2 separate regions of the Arachis hypogaea genome follow, and region 1 is linked to region 2. The links are chromatin contacts, called in public Hi-C maps. All regions are on one chromosome and are shown on one strand. The core of a region is the stretch at or near the end of the contact, and the rest is flanking DNA. Distances in the headings are between cores, read along the strand shown. Region 1 overlaps LOC112715415 (auxin transporter-like protein 1). Region 2 holds the start of LOC112715412.

Region 1 (6,875 bases), core at 4,322-6,821, 53 kb after region 2:
ACTAACAACCCTTCCAATTCACCGATTTGCTGCTTGCTGGTGTCGCCAAGGCAGTCCGGAGTCGACGGCGAATTCTGCAAAGAAGAAGGGCGCAACCTCTTGTGTCCGTTTTTGATAATGGCAGTGAAAGTCGGCACCGCAACGGAGATAGCTTTGCCCTTCACCCCTTGCTGTTTGGAAGATGCCATGCGTGCCTTAGATCCGCTAACCGACCCGGTCTTCACCCCTGATTCGACTCCTCTCATACGTAGCCCAAAGTCACGGTTCTGGTCAAATTTCTGATTTGAGCGCACCGGCACTTTGTCCTTAGAGGTTTGTTGGACTTTATTTGATTGGCTCAATTTTCCTCTCCTTTTACCGCTGACTTTGGTCCAGCCAGCCTCATTTTCCAAATGCTGGGACCCCACTTCCTTCCTATGCAACGTATCATCTAATTCCTCCCCAATTTCTGCAACTATCACTGACTCTTTGGGATTGCATCCAAATTCAAAAATTTTCTCTTTTGAGGCTTCCTGTGGCTGCACCACTCGGGCCGCCGTCTCGGTCACTGATGTTTCCTTTCGATCCATCCTTTCTGACTCTATTGAGGTCATTCTGCAGTCAGTTGCTGGATGTCCGAAACAATTGCACTTGTCACAAATAAGGTGTAAGCATTCATACTCTACCTTATATTCAAACTCATCGACAATCACACTCCGGACCACCGGCAAACCAAGATTAATTTGCACGCAAGCCCGAGCAAATTTTCCCCTCTCTGCCAACTTAGTAGCCAGATCCACCTTGACTGGTCTCCCCACAGCAGAAGCAATTCTCATCATGGCTTTATCATGATAGTACCATATGCTCAAACCAGAGATTCGAATCCAAACCATAGTCTCCCCGAAGGTATCCTCACAAGGTTTAAAATCCGGTGTCCATGGCTTGACCGCAATATAGTGACCGAAGATCATCCATGGCCCCCCTAGTAAAACCTTCTCTCGATCGTCCATGCGATCAAATTTAACGAGGAAGTACCCAAAACCCACATCCAAGATTTCATATCCACCGGTGATCCTCCATACCCCTTTCAGTTTGTGAAACATTGCCGTGTAACTAAGGTTTTTTCCAAGAACCTTAATCACAATTGCTTCCTTGTATGGTTCAGAAAGGATGTTCCTAGCCTCTTCGGAGAAGCAAACTCTTGGAGGCATAGGATCTCCTTGTTTTCCAGTGACCACTGCCATGGAATCCTCATCTAGAGCTTCAGCCCGGTTTATCCCTGTGGCTACCGTAGAACCAATAACCTTGTCACGGAACGAAATCTTGGAAGTTACCCTAGGACTAAGGTCGCCCTTACTTGATCCCTCCTTTACACCTGATGCAAACCCTCCCACACTCTCCCCCTTATATCTTTCGATGGCATGGCCATCTTCTTCACCGTGTTTCACCCTCAAACGCTCTCTCCCGCTCTCTCCTTCGCTCATTCTCTCTGAGTACAGAGTACGTACTCTTGCTCTGCTAGGGTTTTTTATCTCACGAATCACAATTAGATACAGTATATAAAAATGAGCAAACTTTACATATAAATAACATACAGATATAAATATACGAGACAGGTAAAATAGTCATTATCCACACCTAAATTATACTAAGATTCAAATTTCATAAGTAGAATATAGAATTAATTTATAGTGAATATGTGTAGTGTAAAACGGGTTATTTTTTAAATTTCTTTGAAATTGAAATTAATTTGTTTTGTAATCAAACTCCTTGTTTGAAATTAAGAGGAAAGACACCGGTAAACAATATTAGTTGATAGAAACTGATTGTTAGTTAGTAAAATCAAGAATTAGTTCGGATTTTTTATTTGCAAGTTATTGGGTCTGTAACATGCATCAGTAGCATGCACTCTGCATTCCCTGTCATGTATAAATAGCATATTGTAACTCTCATTGAAACTAAGCTTCATTCAATATATTCTAGTATTTTCACTTCATATCATTCTTTCTTAGTCTCGTTTAGAAATAGATAACAACGAGGGAATTGAATTTATTTGTAAAAGCTCATGGATTTACATCATAACTAAACTTAAATTCCTCTATTCTTAAAAAAGATTTTGTTGAAATTGAAATAATTTGATGTTAAGCATTCTGGTCAATTGGTCTGGTCAACTATACTCAAATTTCTCCATTTTTAAAGGAATTAGTTAAAATTGAAATGACTTCATGTCACGCCACCCTAACCCCTTGGACAGTTGTGCCGGCTAACATGTAGCTTTTAATGATATTAACAGTTTGTGTTGTAAATAAAGACTAAAAATATAAAGTTAGACATTATATTTATTTTTAAATAAAATTAATTCTTATTTTATGTCATTAACTCCAAACACAATAATTTGTTTTCAATTCAACTCATTTCAAATAAAATAAAATCAATATTTATTTCAAACACATTGTTAGTTTCCATTTTTGGAATAATTTCACAAGATAAGCAACACAATGAGTTCTGCCAACACCCAACATGACCAGCTTATGTGAATTTGATCAAAGTTGATCGAATCTCTTGCAAGTTCAGTCCTAATAGGGAACCGAACTAGATTGATAATAAATGGACCATTTTCTGTCAAATTGATAAATTCTGATCAAGTACATTAACATAATATTAGGGTTGAGAGATTCTTAACTTGTGGATAATAAGATTAAGGTTGATGAGTTGTCAACTTGCACATTTGTTTTATGCTATCTTAGAGTAGTTACTCTTAGAGTTATCTTTCTATTTAGTGCTTTAGTGCATTGTTTATAAAAAGAAATTAGAAAGCTAGAAGAAATTAAAATATATTTGTATATTTATTATTATGTATATGATATAATAAAAGGTACCATTTATTTACGTGTTAACCAAATAAAAAAGAAATTAGAAGGATAATTCTCTATAAATTCAAATTTAAATACTAATCTAATTAATATTTAGATATTATTTTAATATTTTTTAAATTCAACTAGAGTTAATATGACTATCTTGAATTTCAATACTAAAGTACAAAAATTTATCAACATATAAATAAAATTGTGAGAATTTTGCATCCAAACGGAATTGTTAAAAATTCAAAATAAGCGATACTACATAAATTTAGAAAGTAGACAAAACTGAAAAAATTTGAAAACAAATAAAACGGCTGAAAATTCGAAATGCAGATAAAATTACAGAAACTTGTGGTACATATTGAACTGCAAAAATCTCTAACAAGTAAAATTGCTCAAACTTGAGATGCAAATGGAATTGCGTAAACTTAGACTTGGTGACATGATGATAAAACATGTAAGGGGACAAAGGTTTTTTTTGGGAGTTGAACTACTTGAGTGGTGTATCAAGGTGTGAGTAGAAATGGCAATGACTAGGATATGGTTTGGACTCTATCTTAATTCTATTCGTCGATCGAAAACTTTCTTAAAATTTAACCCTAACCTTACTCGCATCCTAAAGTTCTCAATCCTATCATGTCCGACTCTATCCACAAAAAAATCAATTTTTTTCAAACAAATATAAAATTCAATCATTCCATATTTCATACATACTAATAAAATAGAAAATAAAAAACAAAGTTTAAATTAAAATTAAAAATAATAAAATTTTAACGAAATCTAACATAAAATTACAAATAGCATGATCATTAAGTTCTTAATAAAATTAAAATAATATAAACAAAGATAAATATTTTGTCACTCTTTTTCTAACTTTTATTTCTTCCAACATTACTTTTTAAATAACAAACATACTAAATTAGTAATTTAAATAATTAGTTAAATGGTTACTTTGATGTTAAAAAAAAAAGAAAAAAAAAATTATGGGTTTAATACCCACTTTCTTTAATTCATATTAAATTTTTAAATATATATCATATAATATATTAGAGGTGCGAATAAAAAAAGATAAAGTATATCCTAAATCTGCACTCTAACTTATTCGCAATAAATCAAATAAACAGGATAAATAATTCTATCTAATCAGATTGAGTTAGATTAAATTTTCGCAAATAAAATATATATTGTCGGCCCTAAGTGTGAAGTGCATAACAACACCATTTGGGCAACAAAAAACTGGTGATCAAACAAAAGCTATAAAAAAAAATGGGGTGTTATATACATGAACAAAATTTGCCCTCAATAGAGAATTTGGGCAACAATCTCATACTATTGGATGCTATAGTTTTGATAACACGTTAAAAATGATATATGTATATTTATTTACCATGTGTATCTACTATGTACATGATATGATAAAAGTGTTAACTTATTTATAGGCCTTAAACAATGCCAAAAAAAAAAGATAACCGTTTAATATTTAAATTTAAATATAAATACTAATTTAATAATACTTTAATACTATTCCAACAAAAATAAAAAAATTAAATATAAGAAATTAATTTTTAACAAATTTATATTAGTAAATTCTTTATATAAAATTACATTTTTAATCCTTATCTTTATTAGAATTTAAATTTATAATTAAAAATTTAAAATTTAGAATTTAAAATTTAAGATTTATAATTTAACTTAAAAAATTAGCTAATATTAAAAAAAATTAATTTCTTAGTTGATCTCGATATAAAGATAAAAATAATAATAAACTAAAGCAGCGGTGAAAAGATTTTCAAAGCGACAGACGCCAACTCATCCTTATCAATAATACTCCAATAACCCTTTTAGGCTTTTAGCTTATGAAGTCATGAGCTTCTATTTTGAGTTTGTCCATCAATCATGTAACAAAACTCCTCTTTATTTTTCACTTTAAATGGACTTGCTAGCCATGTGAGGCAAATTCACTGCAATACTCCTATTCAATTTTGTTTATATCATTCAACAAAAAAAGTAGGGCCCAAACAAAAAAATAGTAGGGCCCACACAAAATCATACAAAGCTATATCACTATTAACGGCTGTCTATAATAATCGTTATTGGGGGCGAATGATTATATTGGTCATTTAAAGGGCTGGAAAATATTATTAGAAAATTTCGTGCATGTCTTTACTTTGATTTGATTTTGATGTCCCTATTTCTAGGTACATACAATAAGTTTTATAATTAATCATAATCATTCACCATAATGTATCTATGATATGAAAATTTATTCAAAAGATATATAGCTAGGATAATATAGTCCTATGTTTTTTAACTTTTTTTTTTTTGGATCAATATGTTTTTTAACTTAGTGATACATAGTAATAGTATGATTTTTGGAAGGTATGATTTTTGGTGGGCATTGATAACATTTGGCGAAAAGCCCAAATGTGTCCACTTGCTTGATGAAATTTGTCATGCTGGCCCACCCTCCAAACCCAAAGCCCAGTACAAAAACCCATACTACCACAAATGCGTTGACTATGTACATGACTGTCCAATTAGGGATGAACCATGGCAATTTCTCTGCAGCATTCTGTTCAAAAAAGACCAAAATATCATCAATTAAAAATTAAAAAAAAATTATAAAAGAAAGATCCTTGAAAAATTAGTAAGCTTGTTTTGTAATTGTTGATACTTGATAGTCAGAAGTAGTGCAAATGTAGTAGCTAACTTGCTGGCATGAATGCCTGTTTGGACTTAGGATGGGATAGTAATCTAGTATAGTGATGTGACTACTATGTAGGGTCACTTTAAGGAGTTAGGTTTAGACATGATCCAACCCATTGTTAAAAGTGTTATTTTACTTGGGGAATATTTACCGCTGTTTCTCTTATTTTAGCCATTAATCTCAATTATATATATATAATATGACAGAAATTAATGGTTAAAACAACTAGAACACTTAATTATGTGATACACTTGAAATTTTTCTATTCTTCCACTTGAGTCGATTCACTCTCCCATCATAAGATAAGGTATCTGACTTAATTGATGTAGGTTCAATACCCAATCAAACGAAATCTATATCAGATTTCTTAAAAGAGTGATTAGCGAACCTAGCTTATGGTTAGGGTTAGGGTCACTACTGGTATTAAAGATTATAGCATATAACTATCTAAATGACAAAGAAAAGACACCAACCATATCTTGTCTCAATAATTTTTCCAAATTCGGATATGATAGAAAATAGAAATAGTGGGATTGGGACTTATACCGTCTTGGAGATAGAAAGTCAGTTGCAGGTTAAAAATAGTGAAGCTGGAATGATATCCTCGAAACACATACACACCGCACCACCAAAAGAGTATTAAGAATACATTTATATGCTGGTCAACCAATTGGAAGTCATGGATTCCCAACGTACTCCTCTTTTTATTTATTTATTTGTTATTGTTATTATCTTAGTCCTCTCTATAGCTAGCTTTTTTGCTTTAAAGATTAATGTGGGTAATCACATCAAACAAACACAACCTAAATTTATTATATTGTCAAAGAAATTTTCTTTTTGGGCAATACTAAAAGATTAAATTTTACTAATTTGAGTAATTTCTCTTGAAGTTAAGTCATATTACACATGATATCTTTTCAAGGGATGGAGTAATATTTTATGAAGTATAAAAGTGCTAAAATAATTTTGTATAATTTCTCATATAAAAATGTTGTAAGGAGTCAGAGGTCAAATAAGCCCTTTGAGGGACATAAGTGAAGTTAGTTCCTTGGAGGATTTAATTTATTAAAATGTGGGAGCAAAGTGAACATTAAGTGGTAGACACAAAAAGGTAAGGATTTGTGTTTTACCTGTCTAGAGGAGGCAGACTTGAAAGTGAGCATATGGGCAGAGGCAGGAATGATGTAGACAGTGAAACTGACCAAGAGAGCACCCACAGCTGAGTTTATAGGCCCAAAGAATGGGAAGATTATTGCCAGAAACCATATTGGTATTACCACTGGTAACCTTGCTAATGCCCTCAAACATATGCTCTTTGTGTCATGCAT
Region 2 (7,266 bases), core at 4,266-6,765:
GTAAGCCATGAAACTTGGGCATCAAGTTGAGTAGTGAAGACTTTATTTCAAAATCTACAGCTACTGCTGGGTGGTGCGCCTGGAATGGTTGGAGCGTAAAATCAGGGGCTCCTTCCTCCTGGATAGTGACTCTTCTGGGGGCTGCCATGTCACCTGCACGTAAATGAACTGGATCAGTAGAGAGGGAGCTTGTTTCTTCCTTAGATGATAGTTCCGGTTCGTCCTCAAAGAGGAGTCGCCGACGCCTAGCTTGCCTTATATGTGAAAGAGTTCTTTCAATCTCAGGGTCAAATGCTGGCAAGCTTGGATCAGGAAGTGAACGCGTCATTTAACGAAAGAAACGTACAGCTCATAGTGATAGAATGAGAAGAAAAATTGCAATAAAAAATAAATACCAATCAATAAATTAACACACTGTTGCAACTCCCCGGCAACGGCGCCAAAAATTGATGCGAGCAGAAATTGGCGAATTAAAAATTATTAAAATATATATGTTGCAAGTATAGTTCTTAACTCGTCCGAATCCACTTATCAATTTAGAAAAGTGTCACAGAAATTTAAAATTAAAATACTTGGAGTATGAATCTCAGGTCGTCTCCCAACGAGTTGTAGGAAAGTGTGTTGTTTTATTAATCAGATGTTTTCAGAAAAAAAAGGTTTGAGTTGAGTAAACGGGAAATTAAATTGGAGAATTTGAATAATATAAATAAAAACCTTGACTGTGAGTTGATTAGTTGGAAGTCCCGCTGTTGTTGGATTACTCTCTAGATTAATTGATAATTAAAGGTTATCCTGTTTAGTTATCTCTTACTAGGTAAGGGAATGTCAAACAAGTTGGGATGCTATGCCCGTTCACAAGTTGCAACCCACTTAATTAAAAGGAATTGGTGTTAGTGACTAGAGGGCAAGCCAATAATAACCCAATTATAATCTTTCTTTCAAGCCTTCCAACTCAAGGGTTCCTTTCAATCAACTCCCCATCAAGTTAGGGAACTACTCGCTCATTGTGAATATAAAATTCATAACATATGAAAAGGAATTAAGGAAAGACATTGTAAATAAAAATAAAAAAATAATCAATTAAAAATAAAAGTAATCATTGTATTAAATAATCCTAAAAATATTCCAATGGTAAAATTAAACAAAGCAAAGGACATGGAAGAGTAAAGCCAAGTAAAGAAAACGAACTAGAATGACGAAGTCTTGATGAGGTAATAACCCTTCTCAGTATCCCAATGCAAAAAGTGGTAGAAAAATAAAATCCTAAGAACTATGAATGTCTAGAGAGAAAAACCTAGATGAGGAGTAAAAACTAGATCTAAAACTAAAACTCTGTAGAATGAATGTTGTCTCTGGTTTCTGCATGTTCTCTTGCTCTAGTATGCTGTTCTGGGCCAAAAACTGGGTCAAAATAGGGCCCAAAATCGCCCCCAGCGAATCCTGCAGATTATGTAGATCGCGCACGTCACGCGATTGCGTCATCCATGCGGATGCGTCATTCGCGTTTTTCCCTGCCACGCGTTCGCGTCATCCACGCCTCCGCGTCACTTGTGCTTTTCCATTCCGCGCAGTCGCGTGAGCCATGCGGCCGCGTCACTGCGATTTCTCCTCTTTCGCATGAACACGTGAGTCATGCGGCCGCGTCACTTCTCGCTAGTTATATCCTCAATTTCTTGTGTTCCTTCCATTTTTGCTAGCTTCCCTTCCATTCTCCAACTCATCCATGCCCTATAAAGCTTGAAACACTTAACACAAAGATTACGGCATGGAATGGGATAAAGGAGAACTAAAATGCATAATTAAAAAGTCTATAGGAAGCAGTTTTCAACCATGTAGTAATTTCAGGAAGGAAATATAAATGCATGCTAAATTAATGAATAAGTGGGTAAGGATCATGATAAAACCACATAATTAAACACAATATAAACCATAAAATAGTGGTTTATCAGTCTCTTTCACTTTTGCACCCAAAAAATCAGCATTATCCTTATCACATAGCTTTTCAAAACTAAAGTTCACAAACTTCAACTTGTATCTAGTATCAAGAACCACAGCAACAAAAATCATCATATTGATATTTTTTATGTTACCCCAGTACTTGTCATACTTAAGCTTCATCCTCTCAGCCATACTCCCAAGTAATGGATCTCGACTACCACAAGAAGCCTTGAACACTCGCAAAATCTTACAAAACTCATGAAAATATTGAGAAGAAGTCACAAGCAAACTACCAGACACACTGTTTGTAACATCATGAAAAATTTTCAAGAATTCCATAAAGTGTTTTGCATTGTCCCAATCAATATTCCTCGGAATACCACCTTGCATTAGAGCATATTCTGTATCTCTCTCCCCTAGCCTCTTGAACGCCTTTTGAAACTTCAAACCACTTTCAAGCATGGTGTATGTAGAGTTCCATCTAGTGGGAACATCGAGTTGAACAGTACACTTGTCTTGTATCCTAGCTTCCTTAATGAAAATTTTGAACCTATTCATACGACTAGGGGAAGCACGCACATATCTAATAGCATTTCTTATCTTGCTAATAGATTCATGCATCTCTTTCAATCCATCATTAACAACAAGATTAAGAATATGTGTACAACACCTAACATGCAAATGCTCTCCTTTCAAAGGATGTAAATTCTAATCCTCCATTCTAGTTCTTAGATAAGATATTGCAGTATCATTAGAACTAGCGTTATCAACAATAATTGTGAACACTCTAGATATCCCCCACCCCAAAAGACATCTCTAAATTTTTCTACCAATTATTTCTCCCTTGTGGTTTTTAATAAGACAAAAATTGATAATCCTCTTTTGTAATTTCCAATCATGATTAATGTAATGAGTAGTGAGACACATATAATTCAGATTTTGCACAGAAGTCCAACAATCAGTAGTTAAACAAACAGATTGATTCGGTTGTTTGAACACAGTTTTCAACCTATTCTTCTCACTAATATAAAGATTCCAACAATCCTTAGCAACAGTAATCCTTCCTGGAAGTGGAAATCTAGGTTGCACAATACTCATATAGAATCTGAATCCCCCACCCTCAACAAACTTGAACGGTAGCTCATCAATAATTATCATCCTAGCAAGGGCTTTTCTACACATTTCAGCATCAAAAGTAACTGCAGTAAATACCCCTTCACCCCTTTTTTTTGTTGGAAGGTAAGGATTATTTGACTAGGGTCACCCGAGTTCCTAGAAAATTTTTTACATTGGTTCAACAAATGATAACGCATATTAGTTGTACCATTTCTATGAGAGTCACATGCATATGATGCACCACACCAATTACATTTAGCCCTAGGATGTGATGGCTTGGACTTAGGATCCTTTGTAAAGTGTTTCCAAGTCCAAGATCTAGGTCTAGAAGGTTTTCTATTACCTTCATTAGCTTCATCCTTGCCATCCTCTTTATTAGTTTCCACAGTGCTTGGAGCTGGAATTGTAGGAGTTGCTCCCGGAATTGCACCCACATTAGTTGAGTCAACCTTCCACTTCTTTGATCTAGGATGGGGTGGGGGTTTGGTAAGCACACCGCTGTCCGTTGAAGAACGTACCACGAACTCAACATTTTCACCCCCAACTTCAGGCGTCCACTTATTGGGCACCTCATTGCTTGTTGGATGCATATATATAAACAGAACAATGAAAAATTAGCATTTTTAACTCATGAACAACACCAAAAGTTTTGTTTCCAGCAACAAAACCACAACAACTCATAAGCAGCTTATGAAAAATTAGCATTTTTAATTATATACAGCCATATATATACAGAACAAAACCACAGCAACTCATAACAGTACAACTAAAGCAACTGATAAGCAAAACCAATTTAAGACATAAGCAGCTGATACACAACTCATAAGCAAAACCAAAGCAGCTCATAAACAGAACCATAACTAATTTATTTTTTCCCCATTTCTCTATTCGTGTTTATGAATTGAAACGTAGGATACATAAGTAATGCTAACATATTCTAACAACTAGAAGGCAAGTTATTATTTCACAAGCAATGTATTCAATGAATGTCTCTATTTTTCATCCAGGAAAAAAATGAAAATAAAAAAAGAAAGCGATGCATGATCCTGTGAATTCTTGATGCAGGCAATACAAAACTTAGATTAAGAAAAAAAATAAATGAATCTCAAGGAACCTAAAGGATCCAATGGACTTACGGCAAGGCTAGGAATAAAAGATACAAGAACTTGATTTGATAAACACTTAACCAGAATTCGAGAGAAAATGAGATAGAGGAAAATTGATATCATTCATGGTTGATAAATTGGAAAGCTACCCTATACAAGTGGACAACACTCACAGAAAATAAGAAATAACCAAAACAAAAGTAAATTGGAAGAAATTAAAAGATAAGAAACTCACATAACAGTACAACTCACTAAAAATCCCACAAACAGAATTTCTAAAAACAGAACCGCAAATAGAATTTCTAAAAACAATTATTCATGTTAAATCAAGTACAATATCACTATAAATCCCACTAAATCAAGTACAAATATCATTAAAAATATTGCAGACTAGGATTTTGTTGACAATATATACATTATTTACTGTAAAAAAACCAAGCACAAACTCTACCCTCCGAAGAAGACATTCTTCAGTTCAGTTGCTTTTTGCAGGGGAGGGCTTGGTGACAGGAGTGTTGCTCGAGTTGGACTGCTCGGCCACTGGAGTCTTGCTTGGCGACTGGATTGCTGCTCGGCGACGGACTGCTGCTCGGCGAATGTGGCGACGGACTGGTTGGAGTGCTGCTCGGCTTTGGCTTTGTTGCGACGGCGACCCAGCGACGGCGACCCTGCGACGATGATGAATGAACGCCTTCGAGCAAGGATTGGCGACTTCCTTGATGGTGGACACTGAACAACACTCTCTGGCTCCCTCAGGCTCTCCTTCTCTTAAGCATGGAGGTCGGAGGTGGAACCGTGGAAGAATGGGAGAGAAAAGTTTTTTGTGGGTGAGCCGTTTAGGATTCGCGTAAAGGGAGAAGAAAAAAGCTAGGGTTGTGGCTGAGTGTCCCTTAAATACCTAGGTTAAAGGGCAACAAAGTAAAAACACACATTACTGAACCCTCATTCTTCGGTTCGGTCCGGTTTGGTTCAATTTCTGTCGAGTCAACCGAGAATCGAACCAAACCGATCAATTTAGTTCAAAAAAATAAAAAACCGATTTTTTTGATTTTCTAATCGATTGTTGTAAAATTCAGCTCGATTCTACGATAATTTTCGATCTGGTTCGGTAACTTACACCCCTATTCATATCCAAGAGGGTGATCTGAATCGAATAAAATTGAATAACAAATTTAAAATTGATTTATAACTGGTTATATATTAATCGAATTCTTAAACGCAAGTACATGTACATCCAAATTTATATATTTTTCATTCAAAAATTGACTATTTGTTTTATTCGTATAAATATAAATTGTCTATTTTTTATTTTCTTTTTTTGGCGGGGTTAAAAGTTTTACTTAAAACAATTAATTAAGACCATTCGTCAAAGCCTACTCTCTCACCGTCTCACGGGCATAAACAAGAATGCGAATGGCTACAAAGACACACTATTGCTAAAATTCAAAACAAGGAATACAGCATAAGGGGTACTACCGTAATTACACACCCCAACGCAAAACGTGGCGTCAGAAGACAGGACCAACAACAGCTGTTACAGTTTCTGTTCATCCTATATTCTCAATCTTGCCCTCCAACCTTCGTTTGCAATTACAACACAGTGCCACTTCCTCTCTCTCCTTTCTCTCACTCTCATCTCTCTCTCTCCTCACCGGTTAGCTAAAGTTTTACGTTTCCCGATCTCTCTCTTCTCGCACGCGCTTCTCATTCTCACCTTCGCCACGCGACAATGGCGGTTTCAGCTCCAACGCTTCTTCTCTAGAGTGTAAAAGAGTTTCGGTTTTTCCTATTTTTTTCTTTAAGCTACAATGCCGTTTTGTTCCAGCTAGAAAAGAGCATCTTCGATTTTCTCGAACAGATTCGAACTTCGGGAGAGAGAGAGAGAGAGAGAGAGAGCGCGCGCGAGAAAGTGAGATTCATTTTCTCGTTCAGCTCCCGTTGCGTTCGGTTGTTGGAACCTTCTTTTCGGGTGACGTTACCGAGAAAAAGGAAAAAGAGAAGTGAGTTAGGTTCTTGTGGCTTTTGGATTGGGGCTTTTTTAGAAGGGTTTTTTGTAGTTACTATTTTGCCCCTAGGGTTCGTGGAGTTTTCGATTTTAGGAGATGAATCGCAGTTTCAGGGCTCAAGAATCGCAAATGCAAGGTGCGTTGAAGCAGAGGCAGCAACAATTTGGGGGTTTGAGGGGTTCTTCTGCCGCGAAAGAGAAGGACGAGGAACTCGCATTGTTCCTTGAGATGAAGAAACGTGAGAAGGAGCGCAACGATCTTCTGCTTCACACCTCAGAAGAGTTCGATTCAGCTCTCGGTATAGATTTCATGTTCAGAGTTTCTTCGTTTTTTTTTTTAATTATTTTCTAATGTTTAGATGACTTTAGTTGACTGAGATTAGTGGCCTTTGAACTTGGATAAGTTATTATTTCGAGATTAATGGTTTGCAGGTTCAAATTCGAATCTGAGTACTTCTCCAATATTCAACATTTCTTCATCAACGCCGGCACCTATGAGGAAGACCGGTGCTGATGATTTTCTCAATTCTGAAAATGATAAAAATGATTATGACTGGTATGTTCTTACCTTTCTATTTATGGCTTGCCTAATTTTTATCCAACGCGTTTATCTTGCTTGCCAATTGCCATCGTGTTTATTAGTGTCAATTATGGAGTTTTAAGTTTCTTTTGTTGACATTTCTTTTTCCTTTTTATGGGACCTTAGATCCCTAAGCATTGTTTTTCAATTTAACAGTGTTTTTGCCGGTATCCGACCCTGTCTTGCATAGATTTTCACTATTGTCATATTTTTCTGAGTTATACACGGTACCATTGTTGGTGTTGGCTGCTTTCATTTCCATATTACACCAAACGATATTTCATATGTATAAGTATATGGATTTTGATTTTGTTATTTGAGTTTCCTCCTTTTTGGGGGAAGTAGATGTGATGTCCCTTCTACCTTGAACCCTGCTTGTTTCAAGGCTTGATGTGATTATAAATAGTGACTTTCTTCAAGTGAGTAGTTTTGAAATTCTTCACAAAAAGTCAGAACACATTCTGTTCTTTGAGAAAATGATAAAATGAAGCTCTTGATATCTGAAAATGATTAATTCAACT

The links. A called contact is a pair of places that touch in the nucleus more often than the background predicts.
Region 1: a contact with region 2 is called in a Hi-C map of leaf, with 2.1 times the contacts expected there. The contact joins the enhancer-like site here to the promoter of LOC112715412 in region 2. A contact is called at or near these places in 2 of 8 Hi-C or Micro-C datasets (both in leaf).

The regions. Positions count from the first base shown.
Region 1 is chr10:25,051,405-25,058,279 of arahy.Tifrunner.gnm2.J5K5, forward strand. It overlaps LOC112715415 (auxin transporter-like protein 1), which reads right to left. Exons shown (of 9, transcript XM_025767182.3): 8 at 6,678-6,875; 9 at 4,955-5,412. The coding sequence ends at 5,185. Among protein-coding and RNA genes, the nearest start is that of LOC112715415, 7.8 kb to the right of the region's middle. Within about 2 kb of position 5,572, at least 2 of the 3 cell types and tissues checked have open chromatin away from gene starts, as enhancers often do.
Region 2 is chr10:24,998,529-25,005,794 of arahy.Tifrunner.gnm2.J5K5, forward strand. It overlaps LOC112715412, which reads left to right and starts at 5,516. Exons shown (of 5, transcript XM_025767180.3): 1 at 5,516-6,464; 2 at 6,598-6,721. The coding sequence starts at 6,263.